Regions from separate parts of the Sus scrofa genome. Here region 1 is linked to region 2. Evidence: chromatin contacts called from public HiChIP or PLAC-seq data. All regions are on one chromosome and are shown on one strand. The core of a region is the stretch at or near the end of the contact, and the rest is flanking DNA. Distances in the headings are between cores, read along the strand shown. Region 1 has its middle 55 kb from the start of ADAM23. Region 2 holds the start of EEF1B2 (eukaryotic translation elongation factor 1 beta 2).

What was found. HiChIP or PLAC-seq counts read pairs in DNA pulled down with a chosen protein or histone mark.
Region 1: an H3K27ac HiChIP or PLAC-seq map of skeletal muscle shows a contact between it and region 2, with 4 times the contacts expected there. The contact joins the enhancer-like site here to the promoter of EEF1B2 in region 2. A contact is called at or near these places in 3 of 5 promoter capture datasets (fetal skeletal muscle, liver and skeletal muscle), 25 of 47 Hi-C or Micro-C datasets (alveolar macrophages, brain, embryonic fibroblasts and 15 more) and 1 of 2 datasets of contacts at active chromatin or transcription factors (skeletal muscle).

Annotation. Positions count from the first base shown.
Region 1 is chr15:109,638,722-109,641,421 of Sscrofa11.1, reverse strand. No RefSeq gene overlaps it. Among named protein-coding and RNA genes, the nearest start is that of ADAM23, 55 kb to the left of the region's middle. Within about 2 kb of position 1,256, at least 3 of the 83 cell types and tissues checked have an H3K27ac peak or open chromatin away from gene starts, as enhancers often do. A contact at or near this core is called in fetal skeletal muscle and skeletal muscle, where this site is marked.
Region 2 is chr15:109,450,471-109,453,199 of Sscrofa11.1, reverse strand. It overlaps EEF1B2 (eukaryotic translation elongation factor 1 beta 2), which reads right to left and starts at 1,299. Exons shown (of 6, transcript NM_001243524.1): 1 at 853-1,299; 2 at 242-364. The coding sequence starts at 932. NDUFS1 (NADH-ubiquinone oxidoreductase 75 kDa subunit, mitochondrial) reads left to right here and starts at 1,387. Exons shown (of 19, transcript XM_003133603.5): 1 at 1,387-1,594.

The DNA.
Region 1 (2,700 bases), core at 7-2,506, 190 kb before region 2:
AAATATACCAAATCACCTTGGAGTGAAGCAAAAGGAAAGAAGAGGGGTATAAATGAAAATACCAGAGTTCCCTGGTGGCTTGGTGGGTTAAGGACCCAGCATTGTTACTGCAGTGGCTCAGGTCGCTGCTATGGCAGCAGGTTTGATCCCTGGCCCAAGAACTTTCGAAAAGATCAAAGGCCAAAAAAACTATTTAAATTGTTTCATATTCATAAGTTCTTTTGTTTTTTTTTTCAGTAATACATTTATATTTTGGCCCTGTTAAAGAATTATATGTTAGGGAGTTCCCGTCGTGGCGCAGTGGTTAACGAATCCGACTAGGAACCATGAGGTTGTGGGTTCAGTCCCTGCCCTTGCTCAGTGGGTTAACGATCTGGCGTTGCCGTGAGCTGTGGTGTAGGTTGCAGACGCGGCTCGGATCCCGCATTGCTGTGGCTCTGGTGTGGGCCGGTGGCTACAGCTCCGATTCAACCCCTAGCCTGGGAACCTCCATATGCCTCGGGAGCGGCCCAAGAAATAGCAACAACAACAACAACAACAAACAAAAAAAAAAGACAAAAGACAAAAAAAAAAAGAATTATATGTTAGGCAAGTGATTTGCCGTTGATGTATTAAAAATAGAGAATAATTTTTTTAAAAGTATGGTATTTCAAATGCTGAACATCAAAGCTGATCTGGTAATCAATGGAAAAAAATAGAGAACAGATGCTGTCACTTTGTCTCAAGATGCTTAACTTTAGGTTTAAATCATTGAATTGAGCTAAATTTGCTTTCTTCTTACTCCTACCTTGTAAAGACTACTGCTTCAGTTTTGGAGAACTAAGAAATCTGCATTTTCTTCACACATTCAAGTGACAGCAATAGAAAATTGAGAGATTTCGCAGCTAATGAACAAAAGAACTCTGGTGGGCTATGATTTGGAACCATGGGTCTGTACGTTTCATTTGAATACCACCTATTACTGTCTTTGGCTGGTCGTAGAGTGATTGATCTTACAGACCACCAGAGCTTAGTACTTACATGTTTCCACCTTCCTTATGTTACAAATGAGGAAAGAGACATTATTTGTTCATCCCAGTTTTGTTCCTTTAAGATACCACCCTCACCACACAAGGCATGCCAGGGATCCTATGAACGAGGTCCCCACCAGGTTACATGGATCCCCCACGTTCACCTGCCCTGCACTCCCATCCTGTTCCAGCCTCTCACTCTCTGTTAGCGCTTCATCCAGAAGCTCCATCTGATGCATAACTCAGTGCAGTGTCTCCCCCTTCAGTGATTCTGACTGCAGAGCCAGCTCCATTTCTAAGCAGTTGCTCTTGCTTTGGGTTCTGCAATAAAATGATCTTATGTGCAGCTTCTAGGTGATTTTGTTCCTAATGTGACCCAGTCCCCAAGACCTCACACCAGTATATTGACCAGTAGGCAACATTCTCAGGTCTGTTCTGACGTTGGCGATAAGAATAAGTATCTTTTTCGTTTTTCCACATCTTGAGCCCTTCAATTAGATTATAAATTTCTTGAAACAAGGATTATTCATCTTCACATTCTTCCCTATGTTACCTAATACAGTTCCTGGCATATAACTATTGACAAAAATATTGGTTAACTGATTTAAATCACTCTCTGATCACCAATATAACCCCCACACCATATTCTGACTGAGCAGAGTAGGCAGCTGCTGGCTTGATATAAATTTAGAATTTAGGAAAGCTCTCCCAGCCCAAGAGCTATTTCTCTCTGCCAGGATCCCTAAAATAACCACATTACTCACTCCTTTGAGTCAAGGTCTTGAAAATTCTTGTTAAAATGCAAATGTCACTTGAGCGGAATAACATGAAGTTATCAATACCTATTAATAACATAGAATATGATCAGCTTAGCAGAGAATATAAAAGATCCAGAGCATGGAAGGGCAGCCCCCAAATTTAGGACCTGATGAAATCAGGAACAGCATCTTAGCCATAGGTGGATGCATATTGAAAGGAACAAGTATCTCAGAGAACTCAAGTGAGGTGATAGTAAAAATGCACCTGATACACTGTACAAAATGGTTAATAGTATTAACAATAACGAATTTTTTTAGGTACATACTCTGTGTCAAATAGTTTCCTAGGGGCTTTACATATATTAACTCACTTTTCAATTTTTCATCTACAAAATAAGTATAATTATCATTCCACACCTTCGGTGGAAGAAACCAAGGCAGAGAGCCATTCAGGGATTTGACCCATGTCACACACCCAGTAAGGGGCTGGGCTGGAATTGTAATAAGCCGTCTGGTTCTAGAGTCTCTATGCTGAACTTCCAAACTGCAGCTTTTCATTGTTGTTTTCAGGAGTTCCCTGGTGGTACAGCAGGATGTCACTGCTGTGGCTTGGGTCACTGCTGTGACTTGGGTTGGACCCCTAGCCCAGAAACTTCCACATGTCACAAGCATGGCCAAAAAAAAAAATACCATACAAGGAAAAGGACAGTTTTTTCACAATATGGTAATTATTTCATAACATGGTCATTATGAGAAAGAGGGTCATTCAATCCTCTCTTTCTCACTCACCTACAATCCACAAGTCTCTCCATGAGTCTATTCCTTTCTATTTCTCCTACAAAGTAAGCCAAGTTCTCTTTCTTTTCTGGGAAGCACTCACCTGCTGCCAAGCACTGTGCCAGGACCTTACCTCATTTAATCCTTAGATAAAG
Region 2 (2,729 bases), core at 50-2,549:
TTGTGGCTTGAGTAAAACTTTCCATTTCACCTGATTTGCTTTTTATCAAAATTGTTCATGTCCTACCTGTTACATGAAAAAATGGAGAATTCCAGTCTCTTGGTCTTCTAAAGTCACAGAAATTTAGCTTACAATATCCCAACAAACATGAAGTCGCCAGAATCCTAATTTGTCACGCGAAAATCCCAAGTTTAACCTTAAAATCAGTCCATTCTTCAGATGAACACAAAGATAATTTTACCTGGCCTTTTCTTTTTCATAAGATTTGATGTGATTATACCAACGTAGGGCATGACACAAGTCAGCAGGTGGTGGGCCGGAGACTGCTTCAAAAACTGCCACATCTGCTTGTGATGGCACATACCTGTCCATGATACAAAACTAGTTATACACACCTCAAAAAAAAAAAAAAAAAAAAAAAAAGCTACGAACACCAGCAAATAAATGACAAACGCTACGACCCTCAAATTATTGAATGAGAACGCGCCCATTTGTTAGGGGGCCCTAAGGTGCTTTAGCTATTTGAGAAAAGGAGAAAAAAAAAAGCTCCTTAGGATCAGGGATTATCTACTCAGTTCTCCGCGCTATCCTGAGACATGCCTGACACTTAGTAGACCTCGGAAATTGCAATCACTAACGCCATGTCTACAGGCTTCCATCTGTTAACTGAGCAAAACGCAGAAAAACCTAGTTGAATCAAGTAATCGAAAAGAAAGCACCTCTTTAACCCTTCTCTCTCTGCAGCCCCTTCCCCCGGGAGAGCCCTGGGTCCAGGCTTCCTTTCCTCCAGCAGCAGCCGAGGCCGCGCCACGTGGCCCCACCGCACCCGGCCGCCCCTGCCGGTCCGCTCACCCCTCGATGTAGCTCTTGTCTGCCAGGTAGTCGTTGAGCACCTGGAGGCCGGCGGGGCTTTTCAAGTCTCCAAAACCCATGGCGATTGTCGATCTGGGAACTGGGCCGCAGCGGAGGAAAAAAGGAGCGCAGGCGAGGGAGCCTAACGCTAAGAGGAAAAAGGCCGCAAAAAGCCCGGAAATTCCTTATATAGAGACGGAGGCGTTTCTCTCCGATGCCCCTGGCCGGAGGTTAGAGGTTAAAGGTTAAAGCACTTTACGCTTCCACAATGTAAAAATCAAGGGCTCTGAAATAGGCCGACAGATTGCCCACCGGTATTTCTCTGTGTTTGCAAATCATTAATAAAATGGATATTTCTCAAATTACTATCGCCAAGGGCTTCGGAAGATTACAAGAAGAGCCTTTTGAAGCACCGGAGATGACCGAAGACGTTCGGCCTGGGCCGCCAGGCCACTTCCGGCGGAACTGCAGGTCTGAGCCAACCCTTCTACCCCGCCCCCGCTCCCGGCTGCAACGCCCTCCGCCCCGCCCTCTGTCAAACTGACGGAAGTTGCTGAACTCAATCTACGCGGGAAGTTGTTGAACTGGGGTTTCTGGTCCCTCCCGGCTTTCCGTTCTTGCAGGACTGGCTGACGGAGATGCCCGAGGCCGCCATATTGAATAAGCAAATCGGCCTTTGAAGGGGTCGTTGCGGTGTAGACGGTTCTGCAGAGCAGCCATCCTCGGCGGCTCCAGGGAAAAGGTGAGGTCGTGTTTGGGTGAGAAGGCTGAGGTACCTTGGCCCTCGGAGTTTGTTCCTTGATGAGACTCTTTCCTTTGGTCCAACCGACTCATTTCTCCTCTTGTCCTTGACTGGGTACCCCGTTCCACCCTGCCTCCTGGGGAACCCTCAGAAAGCCGGCAGGTGAGGTCTGTTAGTCAAGGTTTCTGGTATGATGGAACAGAGAGGAGGAGAGGTCTGGAGGCCCGGGGGGAGCGCTAACCCGAATGCAGCCTTGTGGGTGACCTTCCTTCTGCAAGGGAATGCAGGACAGTCCTCTACCTGGAGAGAAGGCCGTATTGTTCCCCGAGAGAGGACCTGTGCCAAGTGACATGGGCCTAAAGACGGAGCATTTTCCACCAAATTAGCACAAAACCTGGTACAGTGCATCTTTCGTTGCTGTTGCCTTAGCAACCGTACATGCCTCTTATTATTTGGTTATGTTTATGGATTGGATAACACTTATTAACTCTTTCACTGGTGGGGAAACTGAAGAAAAGGACATTTTAAAATTTGTCCCAAGGTTGCAGTGCGAATAACAAAAAGCTACGTTGTTTAAAAGTTTGGGGGAACTAGTACATGTACTGTAAAATCGTGTATCAGAGACGACTCTGCTCAAATACGAATTGAGGGTGTAGGAAATGTAACGGTGAACTGTTTCTGATGAATAAACAGCAAATTAGTTTTTTATGGAATGTCCTTTTTTTCCACCGAGTTGTATGTGCATCTTTAAGCGGGGTGTTATGCGTTTGCCAGAACACCTGCATTCTTTAATAGCAGAGAAGTGACATTAAGTTATGGCCAGAGAGTGGAGATAGAGTTCATTTAGCAGACAGTTATTGATCGCCCACTATAAGCCAGAAATGAATCTACTAAGAAGAATTAAATGGTGATATGACTGGGGAGTAGTTAGGACATTTTAGCTGGGCTGGTCAAAAAAGTCTTCCAGCGTTTTTACATCGTTGTATGAAATACTGATTTTTGAATTTGAATCTGTCATTACTCTAATTCAGCAAATTCATTTTTACCTTCATATCAATATATTTTAATAGGACAGATTCTGCATATTCTGGAATTTGGTGATATCCACTTTTTTTTTCCTCAACATTTCACTACA